2 separate regions of the Gossypium hirsutum genome follow, and region 2 is linked to region 1. Evidence: chromatin contacts called from public Hi-C data. All regions are on one chromosome and are shown on one strand. Each heading gives the region's core, a stretch centred on a gene start, on an enhancer-like site or on the middle of the called end of the contact. The rest is flanking DNA. Distances are from core to core; before and after follow the strand shown. Region 1 holds the start of LOC121224577 (probable lipid phosphate phosphatase beta). Region 2 holds the start of LOC107946943 (scarecrow-like protein 22).

Region 1 (6,378 bases), core at 2,774-5,273:
GAAGAAGGCTTTTCGAGCCCTTCCTCCCTAACTAACTGTAACGGGCCTTTCACTACCATATGGTGGCACCGTCCCTTCTGTGGGGAACGGACGCATTACTCTGTACTGGCTCTTTCGAGATCCATAACTATAAAAGAAAAACATTTTAAAATCATCAGGAGTCGCCACACTATCAAAATACAAGTATGGCATGTATAGCTAGACTTTTATTCATACTGAATATTCCAAGAACCGGCTAAACCTATTCTGATACCAACAAATGTAACACCCCTTACCCGAGACTATTGCCGGAGTCGAGCACGAGGCGTTACCTGACTTAACTTACTAGTTCAGAGCATAAAAAAAGTTACTTTTAAAATTAATTCACTCACATTTAATCAATATTTCCCTAAAAGAACTCTCGATACCCTAAAACATGCAATGAAAATGGTTCAGGTCCCAACCGGAAACATTAAAAATTTTCTGATTACTTAAACAAATAAAAATAATTTATTTTACTATTCACAATAAAACTGCTCAACAATAACCAAATTTCCATATACATCTACTTTTCACATCATGAATTCATATAACATATACAAAACATATCCATGTATTTCAAGTACATTTTCATAATAATTCGTTTCAAGTTTATATTATTTCATATCAGGATTTTGGTCGTTAAATCAATTAAAATATAGATGGAAACACGAGAAGTACACTCGAGGTGTACAAATCTATAATCATAGATGAACATATTCATCAAACAAATTCCATGTTCATATATCATCATCTTATACTTCCATATATCATGTATCATCATTTTCATGTATTTCAGGCAGATACGTGTAATAATTCATATTGGGATCATATTTTCTCATGTTAGGATTTTTCCTTTTGAATTTATTTGAAATATTGATGGATACACATGTAGTACACTCGAGGTGTACAATTATAATCCGTCAATTCATATTTAGGAGTGCTCATTAGAGCACATAATCAGAAAGCACTCTCTCGAGCCATATAACGGGAAGCTCATATGAGCCATGTAACAGGAAGCATATCCAGGCTGTATAACAGAAAGCTCGTAAGAGCCTAAATCAGAAAGCTCACAAGGAGCCTTTAACGGGAAGTTCTGAAGAGCCATTAATCAGAAGCTTCGGATAGCTATATATCGGGAAGTTCAAGCAAGCCATATCACGAAGCTCCGGAGAGCCACATTACAGGACACCCACAAAGAGCTACAGTATGTCCGCAATACATGCAGGATCACTACCGATCATATAGCAGGACACTCACAAAGTGCTGCGGTATGTCCGCAACACATGCAGGATCACTATCAATCGAGATACTCGCAGGAACCATATAACGGGAAGCTCAAGAGGGCTTACAACGGAATGCTCAGAAGAGCTATGGTGTGTCCGCAACATATGCAGGACTACAACTAATCGGGAATCCTGTATCCATCGAATTTTTATTTATTCAAACGGGATTTAACATATATCAGGCACTGTCGGATATGTGATCAATTTCATGTATTCATAACATTTATACAATTAAAAAATACACATTCAATTCAAACATATAAATATACACAATTTAGTTACACGAACTTACCTCAACAAATGTTCTTGTACGTAAAATATATTAATTCGACACTTTCTCTTTTCCTCATTCTAACTTCAAATTTGGTCAATTCGGATCTATATTAGTAAATTTTACATCAATTTAATACAATTTATACTCAATTCAGTCGAATTCATATCTTAGGCAAAATTACCGTTTTGCCCATTTACTTTTAATTAATGACGACTTCATCCCTAGGCTCGGAAAATAAAATTCATGCAATTTAATCCTTATTCCAAGTAGATGAATTTTACATATAACATTTACAACCCATTCATTTCATAAAATTTATAATTTTTCCATGGATTTCACATCTTTTCAGTTTAGTCCCTAAATCTTTAATTTCATAAAAATTCACTTTACAAAAGCTGTTTATCTATCAAAAACCTTTCATTTTCTACCATAAAACTTCATAATTCATCTATGTTCATCCATGGTAAAACCCTATTACCTTGATAACTTTGCAAAATAATCTCTGAGATAGCTAGATTAAGTTATTATGATATCGGAAAAGTAAAAATCATTAAAAACGGGGAAAAAGTACTTACCTAATAAAGCAAAATAAGTTGACTTGAGCTTAGGTTTCCATGGCTAGGGTTTCCATGCTTTTAATTTGGCAAAGATGATATAAATGATTATATTTTTAGTATTTTATCATTTATAATCTTTTATTATTTTACTTTCCAATTTAGTCCTTTTCTTTAATTTCATAAAAAATCACTTTACAAAAGTTGTTTATCTATCAACAACCTTTCATTTTCTACCATAAAACTTCATAATTCATCTATGTTCATCCATGGTAAAACCCTATTACCTTGATAACTTTGCAAATTAATGGCCGAGATAGCTAGATTAAGTTATTACGATCTCGGAAATGTAAAAATCATTAAAAACGGGGGAAAGATACTTACCTAATTAAGCAAAATAAGTTGGCTTGAGCTTACGTTTCCATGCTTTTAATTTGGGAAATATGATATAAATGATTATATTTTCAGTATTTTATCATTTATCATCATTTATTATTTTACTTTCCAATTTTGTCCTTTTCTTTATTTTATTTTCCATGGATGAATCATCATCCTTAATCACTAAGCATTCAAAACACTGATAACCACCATGCAGAGCCTCATACTTTATTCTACTACTCGTATATTCTTTATAGACTACTCTTTCTGAGTTCAACATGCAAAGTCATATTACTAACCCATACATGCAATAAACATTGAGCAGATCCAAGTAACAACCTCCAACTTAAAGGAGAAAGAAATGTTTTTGGTTCCAGAAAAATTCAGATAACAATATTTTAGAAGAAGGAAAAAGAAGAATAATAACCCTTTATCTCTAAACTCATACACTTATATAGGTATTCCAATTTCTCTTATAAGAGCCCAACACTTGTCACCTGAATTCAGAGCTTGTTTTTCATAATGGCCTACAAAATCTAATTGACTCCTAACTAGATTACCTTATATCATAACTTGAACAGTACTTTAGACATATAGGTACACTATACCTCTAGCGTGAACTCATACCATAACTACTTTTTTACTCTGCTATTATCATTAACTTACACAAAGATTTGTTAGATCTCGACGGACAATACCAACATCTCCTTGAGTGATCAAAATCACCTCAACAAACAAATATCTACTTGTCCCTCTCTACAAAAAAAATTATTCTCTATAAAAAGTCTAATTGGGCCCTTTCTTCTATGGTTGGAAATGAGAGTATTATTAGAATAACATTGAATCAAGAGGTAGATCCAAAGAGTAATTTGTGTGCGTTTATATTTGGAGGATTCTAAATTTTCTTTAAATTCTATGAGAGGTGCAGTGAAATTCACATGACCCTTAAACCCTAAAGGTTAATAGTTGGTCCCATGCCATCTTTATTGTCCATGTTATTGAGAAATTCCTATCTAGCTAATCGGATGTGACCCCTCGAATCTCCTTGTTCATATTTGGCCATACAATTTGGTTATGTGTACTAAAACCTCTTTGATTTGATCTAATCATTTAAACCTTCCTCACTTCCATTTTTTCAAAATAAGTAGAATGTTATTGCATGTTTGAAGTTTGCAAAAAACAAATGGATAATCTACTAGATATAATGCTGATGGTATGTCAAAAAGTACATACTTTATCTCATGGTGTAGTTTTAACAAGTTGGAGCTATTATTATATTCGGCTGACATGTTTAAATTTGATTAGATTAAATGCCCAACAAATTCTTTAGTACATGAAATTAAAGTTACTAATTTGGTATTTTAGGTATTAAACGTTTCAATATTTACATTTGCATAGCTCAAGTGTTTAATATTAAACTGCTTAATTCAATTTGGTGAATGGAAAAGTTTTAAGCTACAAAACAGTAATTGGATGGATGGGTATGGTCTCATATTTGGGATAATAAAGATGGTGATCCAATATATCTTATTATATCCATTAAATTGTCCAACAAAGCCCATAACAAGACACTGATAATTAGCCCGAAAAGGCCCATATTATAAATGGCACCCTTATCATCCAATCAGACCCAAACAGGTAATTGTATGAAAGAATTCACGTTTTAACTGTAAACTGTATTTTGTGAGAGTTAACCGTCCACTCACTCAGCTACCTACCCACGCCGCCAATGGGATTGCCGGAAACAACCACTAAATCATCCTCATCTTTCTTGAAGGCCCTAATAACCATAGACGCCTCAGTTTTACTCTTCCTCCACACAATCTTCAAGCCTATCCTCCCAATTTTCCTTCTCCTCCTCCTCGAATACTCTGCCGATTTCTAGTTTTCCTTCCATGTTTCCCTCTCTTTGTTCCTCGTTTCCTCTTTCTTTTCCTTTCTATTCATCCTTTTCATCTTCGGCCACCTTCTCGACCTCGATTTGATTGGCCTCATCAAACTAACCTTCCGTCGTATCCGTCCTCATTACAACCCAAACACATCCCCCGCTGTTCACGCTGATAACTTCTCTTTCCCAGTGGCCATGCTTCAAGGGTTATGTTTTTAGCTACTCTCTTCCCCCTTATTTATCAAAACCACGGGGGACTCATTTTGGATTTTATTCTACGGTGGGTTAAATTTGAACCCGGTTTGTTTCTATTTGGCGTTTGGGTTTGGGCTATACTGACTGCTATTTCAAGGGTTTTGCTTGGAAGGCATTTCCTTTCCGATGTTTTGGTTGGAGCGTTTGTTAGGGTGCTTGAAGGGATTGTTGCGTGTCGGTTTTTGAGATTTTAGAGAGCATTCTAGAAGGTATGGGGTTTGATTTTTTGTTACTAATGTTTGTACTTTTTACATGGGGGAATTGTTTTGCTTTGTAATAATTGATTTCAAAGTTGTTGATAATTGAAATTCATACTATGTATTTTAAGCTAATTATTTATCACTCTTTGGATTTATTTCAAAATTGTACAATTTATAAGCTTGAGAACTGTTTGCTACAATGTTTCTTTCGCTTTCATGAAGCGTAAGGTTACATATGGTTTCATTTGCCAGACGATATTCTAAATGAGTTTTCCCAGATCATTTTGGCATATTTGCTTACCATAGTCACGTTTTGATGGTATTTTAGTCCTTGATTGGCTGAGGGAAATCATTCTTTTTATGAACACAATATGTTTTGTTATTAATTGAATGAAGCTAGTAGCATAATTCCTTATGTAAATCAACCTAGTCATGATCCAGATGGAGTTTGATTGATTCTATAAAAATCGGTCGCCCCCTTTTGAGTTGATAGAGATACTTTCCTATAAACCATTGAATCATGATTCAAGTTACAAATGTGTATTCTACTACTATTATTTCACACGTGAAGGGTTTGATTGTAAGGATGTTTAATCGATTTGTATGTATTTCTTACTGCAATATTTTGGTTAAGAAGGCTGATATATTTTTATATGGTAATTATTTTATGCACTTGATAACTTATAATTTAGTTAAACATGATTAGTTTGCCCTCTAAGATCATTTCATAATCGTAAAGGATATATACAGGCAGGAATGTATTGTTCAATATTTCAGTTGCTTCATTGCTATGGCTTTCTGTAGGTGCATTTTTAATAAAACAGATGACCATTGTTATTGCATTTAATTGGAAGTTTTCCTCTTCATTATTGAATTGTTGACAACTATGGAAAAAGATTACTTGGATTTCCTCGTTTCTTTCATTAACAATGTCATGAATGCCAATTTTAAGTTATTTTCTTTTATCTATTTATGGGGTTTAGTTTTGTTGCTAAATTTTGTACTTACTGTTTACATGGGGGAATTCTTTTGCTTTGTAATAATTGATGCAAAATTTGCTGATATTTGAAATTCAAACTATGTATTTTAAGCTAATCAATTATCACTTTTTCAAAATTTTGTTTTGTTGAAAAATTTTGAAGGTCTTTTAGTTTTTGGTTGGATGAGGGAGCAAGTTCTTTGTATGACCACAACATGGTTTGTTGTCAATTGAGTGAAGTTAGTAGCATAATTCCTCATGTAAATCAACCTAGTCATGGTCCAGCACTTTATTGATGTTGAGGAGCTGGAGTTTGATTAGTCGTATAAACTCGGTGACCTTTTCATAGAGAAGCTTGTGTATCAACCATTAGAAATGACTATTCGATTTAAAAATGTGTTTGATAGTAGGGATGTTTAGTCAGTTTGTATATATTTTCTTACTTCCAAGATCATTTCATAATTGTAAAGGATTTGTACATCAAGGAAGGTATTGTTTGATATTTCAGTTGCTTCATTGCTATAGCTTACTCTAGGTGTGTTTTTT
Region 2 (6,505 bases), core at 681-3,180, 130 kb after region 1:
TTTTCTTTTGGTCCCGAATGTGGTCATTCTCAACTTAATATGTATGGTAACAGGAATTGGTTAATTAATTAAACAGTAGGGTTGAATGCAACTTTATCTGGTTACCTTATTCAGGCTTAAAGCCAGTCCTGATATATCATTATCATAATGGTTAAAAAGCTGACCAAAGTTACATGAATTAAAATATTACTATAAACAAAAAGGCTTCAGCTTTACAGTTTGAAAGGTCATTAAAGATGGGTAACATAGATTTAAGCATTCCAATGAAAAATCCAAAATAATTTAAAGGCATACAAAAAAAGATCTTGAAAGTTTACTGGTCTATGATGTGAAAACTCCAGCAAGAAAAAAATCTGCTTTGTTATGGTCCTACTCTCCTACTCCTGCTCCTCGATCCTATATGATGATTGAATCTATTTGTTAAAACTCTTGAGATTTGGTCCTTGGTAGATTCAATTTTAGTCCTTGGTAGATTCATGAATTTCATTAAGGTGAATGAATGTCAATAACAACATCGTATGTATGTTCATGTTATTTATAGTTGCTTTTCTAAAGCCAGCAAGCAGAGAAAAATAAATAAAATCATTAAGATCAATAAAATCATTAAGATCTTCAATGGGGACTGGTAGACAACTTTAAAGATCTTATATTATTATCAAAATGTAAATTAGAAATGGGGGCAATGTGTGGGACTGGGGTCCTTCAATATTTGGCCTTGATGAGAGGGAAGAGACCTGGTGAAGTCATGTCTTCATAACAATCCTGAAAACAACGAGAGGAAAGGAAACCAATAAAAATAGGAAAAAAAAACCCATAAAAATACTGTTGTGGGGACAAAGAGGACTAGAGCTGTGTCACTTTCCAGTTCATAAGATGGAAGGAGAGAGGGTTTGGTTAGGCATCACATGGAGCTGGACATAAAATAAAAACCCTTCTTCACCCTGACAAACATGTCCATATCATGTTTTTCCTATAAATTTCAAAGAAGTTTTGTCCCCTCCTCCCTACACAAATTACCCTAAATCTTGTTTTGTTTAATAAGTGTGTAGACAAGGGAGCTTGTCTTTTAGAGCAGTGCCTTGAATCCCAAATCCAACACTGCCAGTCATTGCGCTCTTACCTTTTAAGCTGAAAATATATGAAGGGTTTTTTTTGCAATAGATATTTTGTTCATTTTTAGCTGGCAAAGCAGATTGTAAGAAAAAGGGTCATAATCAAAATGGCTTGACTTTGAAAATTGAAGTGTTCAATAAGGCGAGGGCCCTTCAATGTTCACAAGCCAATGATATGGGCTTGTAGTTGCAGAGATGTAAAACTACTGCAAAGAGCGAAGGAGACAGGCCCAGAAGAAAATACATCATAGGGGCAAATCAAAATTACCAATCACTTGGATAAGTAATAAAGAGAAAAGATGTGGGTAATTGAGGGACAGTAAGAACATTAACTTTTTGGCTTTTTAATTTTTTTTACTTTTTACCTTCATTACATGTTACAACAAGGGGTCAGTCTGTCAGTGTAGGTGAAAAAACAAGTGTAAATCTTTCATTGATTTAGGTGCCCTGCCTTTAGCTCCACCTTAGCGGTCTGAAAAGTCCATTACAGAGATGTGCCTGCCACTGCGACTGTCACTGCCACAAGATTTTCATTTTTCATTTCACTGTTTTACGGATTAGTAGTAAGTAAATTTAATTACTAGGGCTTTATATTTATTTTTGGTAAAAAGAATAATTCTAACAACTCTACATCAGTCATTAATCAAATCAAATCAAATATTCTTGATCCACTACCAACAAAATATATATAGAAAAAAGAAAAAGTGAATATAGATTGGATAGTTTACCTCAATGTTTCTGCCAAAGAGCAAAAAGCTACCTATATTTTCTATTCTGATAATACTAAAAAAAAGGAGGGACCTGTTGTGTAAATTACAGTAGAAGAGTGCCCCAAAGTCCAAAAGGTCAAGATCATATGGAGTTTGCAGATTACCACTTACGTTATGAAATGTGCTGAGCTTTTAAGTATGGAATCAAGTAATTATGAGTTTAATCTATTTTATTATGCATTTATTATTTTTTAATAAGTATTACTTAAGCTACATACACAATCTGATTAAATCTGGGCAGGTAATTAACACTCTATTATCAGATAAATAATTATTCAAAAAAAAATAAAGAAAAAGCAAGCCAAAAAAGGAAAATATATGAAAGAGATGGAAAGATAGGAATACAGAGAGAGAAACGGGGAAGAGGAAGGGCACTTTATTCCTTTTTTTATGATACACGCATCCTTGGCAGAACAGCCAAGGGTACACAGTACTGCTACGACACAAGGGTAGAAGAGGACCAACAAGCAGCAGCTTCAGCCCATTAACTTCCCCCAAAAGAGAGGGAAAAAATAATTTCTTTGATGGAACTGAAAAATATAGATTGTTGGCAAGCCTGAGTAAGGGGGGGATAATAAGGATGGAGGTTAAGAGGGAGAAGGAACAAGGTGACGGATGACAAAAGGAGCTAGTTTGGTGAAATGGGTCTTTTTTCTTTTCTTTTTTTGGTCGAAGTTGGGGGAGATTGATTTTATGGCATGCAAAGAAAGGTTTTTTATGGTGCTGTTAGTAAAAATATTGTCTTTCTATTATTTCTGATTCTCCAAAAACTTAGCGTGTCTTTGTCTTTTCGTTTGTATTACAATACAAATGCACTTTGAGTTACAGGCTAAAGGGGCGGTGGAACTCCCGGGTTTTGCTTCGATTTGTCAACATAACAAGTGGATAAAGCAACGAGAAGCTAATAGCTTTAACTTTGAAAACAGCTTTTACTACAACAACGAACCAGAACCAACTTCTGTTCTTCATTTAAGAAGAAGCCAAAGCCCACCCACATCAGCATCCACTCTCTCTTCTTCTTTTAACGGCGGAGCCACCGGTTCTGGAGGCGGAGTCAGTTCCACCGGAAATACCAACACCACGGCGGCCACCATAGCACCTCCTGAGACTACAGCTCCAAACAATAGCAAAGAAGAATGGGCCTCGGAGCTTCAACCTATCCCGAGTGAACTAGACCTTGTTCCAGGGCCTGGAGGCTCTCAGAGATGCAATAGCGGATTGGAAGATTGGGAGACTATGCTGTCTGAGTCAGCCGTGTCTCTGAATCAAGACCACTCGCTTCTGCGTTGGATTGCTGGTGAGGTGGATGACCCTTCCTTCGGTCTCAAGCAGCTGCTTCAAAGTGGGAGTAGTGGTCCTAATCAGGGTGTTGATTTTGAAGGCAATGCAGGGGTGGGGGCTGTTGATCAGGGTCCAGCGTCTGACCCAATTGGTAGCCTAATTTCTTCTGGTTCTGGCAATGGGATTTCAAATGCTGCTCTTAATTTGGGAGGTTTTCCTGTTTCTGGGTTTGTGCCGAATGCCAACAATGAGAATGAACCAAGTTGTTCTTCAGTTGAGCTTGTTAACAATAGCAAGGTTCTCGGTGCTACTGTTGGGTCCAATTGTAACATTCAAAATCCATTGTTTAGCTCTCCGGCTAGCAATTTTGGCCTTCCTGTTTCTTTGCCTATCCTTTATCAACAGCAGCATCAAGAAGAGAAACCTCGGATTTTCATTGGTCCACAACAGCATCCCCAATATCCGAACTTTTTCCTGCCATTGGCTCAAGAACATCACCTCCTCCAGCCTTTACCACAGCGCCTCCATTCTGGTAACTTAGAACTTTCTTCTCAGATCCCAAAACTCCCCTTTGCTGATGCCGGGCATGAGTTGTTTACGAGAAAACAGCAACAGCATATGGGGTTTTCTCAGGGAGTCCAGTATGTTCCTCAGCAGCAGCCGCTGATGGTCGAAAAGAAGAGAGTGCTGGTCCCAGGAGAGGAGATGGCTCAGCCACAGCATCAGTACCAGTTACACCAGCAACAACAAGCCACATTGTTCGACCAGCTTTACAAGGCTGCTGAGTTGGTAGGGACTGGGAATTTTTCACACGCGCAATTGATATTGGCGCGGCTCAATCACCAGGTCTCCCCTGTAGGTATGCCCCTCCAAAGGGCTGCTTTCTACTTCAAGGAGGCTTTACAAGTACTTCTCCTCATGAATAACCCAGTCTCTCCCCCGCCTCCAAGGAGCCCCACCGCTTTCGATGTTATCTTCAAAATGGGGGCTTACAAGGTCTTCTCTGAAGTTTCTCCGCTCATCCAATTCGTCAATTTTACTTGCAATCAGGCTCTCCTTGAAGCTCTTGATGATACTGATCGGATTCACATTGTGGACTTTGATATTGGTTTTGGTGCTCAATGGGCTTCCTTTATGCAGGAGCTTCCCATGAGGAGTAGAGGAGCTCCCTCATTGAGAATTACTGCCTTTGCCTCCCCTTCAATGCACCATTCTATTGAGCTTGGGCTTATGCGTGATATTCTTATGCAATTTGCTAATGAAATTGGTCTAAGTTTTGAGCTTGAGGTGGTTAATTTCGATTCTTTAGATCAGAACCCTCATTCTTTGCCAATGTTTCAATCAAATGGAAATGAGGCAATTGCTGTGAATTTCCCTGTTTGGTCTTGTTCGAATCGGCCCTCTGCTTTGCCCCATCTTATGCGCTTTGTGAAGCAGCTTTCACCAAAAATTGTGGTGTCTTTAGACCAAGGGTGTGATAGAAATGATCTGGCATTCCCACAACATGTGATCCATGCCTTTCAGTCATATACAAACCTATTAGAATCACTTGATGCTGGTAATGCGACATCCGATGCTGTGAACAAGATTGAGAGGTTCCTTTTTGTACCAAGGATTGAAAGCAGCGTGCTGGGGCGTCTGCAAACACCTGAGAAGATGCCTCTTTGGAGCACACTTTTTGCCTCAGCTGGATTCACCTCTGTAACATTCAGTAACTTCACTGAAAGTCAGGCAGATTGTGTGGTGAAGAGAGCTCAAGTGAGGGGATTTCATGTTGAGAAGCGCCAGGCTTCACTTGTTCTTTGCTGGCAGCAAAGGAATCTTATCTCAGCTTCAGCTTGGAGGTGCTGAGTAGCAAACTCAGATAGGCAGGGGAGGTTGGTTTATTTTAGTATCTCACAATCTATCAGACTCTATCTGGAAGAATTAATTAAGCCAATAATCAGTAAATTCTTCAGCTTTTATGACTTAATACTCATTCATTGTCGTATTTGTGAGTCCCCTCTACTTGTTTGTCTAATGTAGATGCAATTCCCAGTAGAAGAAAACATTTGACTGCAAAACTCTAGTATGTGCCTTTTGTTTTGGACATTGATGTTGCTGCTATGGTATTCTGGTTTCTTTTGTTTGTTTTTTTTCTGGTGAGAAGCTGATTCATTTCCTGGTTAAGGTGGTGACAGTTGTATATTTGACAACAACCACTTCTGAAATTGCAAATACAACTTACTGGAATTTCGTTTTATATTTATGGGGCGCTGTTCAGAAGTTCTCAAATAATGTTTATGATGCTTGAATCCTAATTCCTTCTTTTCTACCTTGTTGCAAATTATGCATACTTTCTTGTTTATAATTAGAGTACTTATTTTTGTTGAAAAGGTGATAATATGGAAGTGGTGCTAAAGCAAGCACAGAATCAGGAAAATTTGTCCAAGGTGGGGGTGCCCTTGGCCTTTAACTACTCTCAGAATAAACCACACCCCCTTATTGTTCCAACATTTATGAGTAGAAAAGATTTCTTGTGGGGACATGGTGGTTCCTTATCTAGGTGCTTTACAAGCTGCCTCATTGAAATGCCTATCTCTTGCTTTGGATCCTCAGTCAACCATTACCGCCTTCATTAATGTGTAGTTATAATCTAGTTTAGATTTGAGAATTAGGAATATCAGACGAAGGCATCCCTAGATTCTCTATTCTTTGATATCATTTGCTGGATCACCATTATTAGAGCTACCACTTTTGCTTAAATCTTATCCTAATCTTCATTTTGGTAAAAAAAAGGTGATCTTTCTCCAATTCTAAGAAAGTATTTGATCTTGTCAGATTCTTGGTTTGTTAAAGAGGTAGTTAATTCAGGCTTTCGGGGGTAGTTAAATGATCTTTAGGTCCAACCTCGAGTTCTTTCCAACCATCTCCATGAAAGCTCCTTACTTGATTGTTTCCCCTAAGAAAGAACCTAAACAAGAAACAACCCTTGATAGGCTGCAATCTTGGATAGAATACAACAAACACAAAGACACCTAAGATTAACTATATTTGGTCGAATTTTGTTAAATAATCATGCTTGCCGCCTACCTGCGAAATAACATATGGTTGTGGTGAGTACTTGTATTTTTTGTCGCGCTGTCTTGCATGTATTTCATCAAAACGTAAGGCCATTTTCTTAGTTTTCTTTAGTGAGTACTGCATGTTGTTTGGTGATAATTATTTTAGGTTTGGAGATTTAGAATAATGTTGGTATTAATATATATACATACATACAAATACTTGTCTTTTAGTACATTGAATTCGGTGTACCATTTCTTTTCTTTTGATTAGTTATTGGACACCTACTAATCTTGGTCA

The links. A called contact is a pair of places that touch in the nucleus more often than the background predicts.
Region 2: a Hi-C map of leaf shows a contact between it and region 1, with 2.9 times the contacts expected there. The contact joins the promoter of LOC107946943 here to the promoter of LOC121224577 in region 1. A contact is called at or near these places in 3 of 34 Hi-C or Micro-C datasets (hypocotyl and leaf).

Annotation. Positions count from the first base shown.
Region 1 is chrD12:57,827,119-57,833,496 of Gossypium_hirsutum_v2.1, forward strand. LOC121224577 (probable lipid phosphate phosphatase beta) reads left to right here and starts at 4,024. Exons shown (of 2, transcript XM_041108040.1): 1 at 4,024-4,392; 2 at 4,575-4,985. The coding sequence starts at 4,240. The coding sequence ends at 4,847.
Region 2 is chrD12:57,958,332-57,964,836 of Gossypium_hirsutum_v2.1, forward strand. It overlaps LOC107946943 (scarecrow-like protein 22), which reads left to right and starts at 1,931. Exons shown (of 1, transcript XM_041107403.1): 1 at 1,931-5,295. The coding sequence starts at 2,693. The coding sequence ends at 5,014.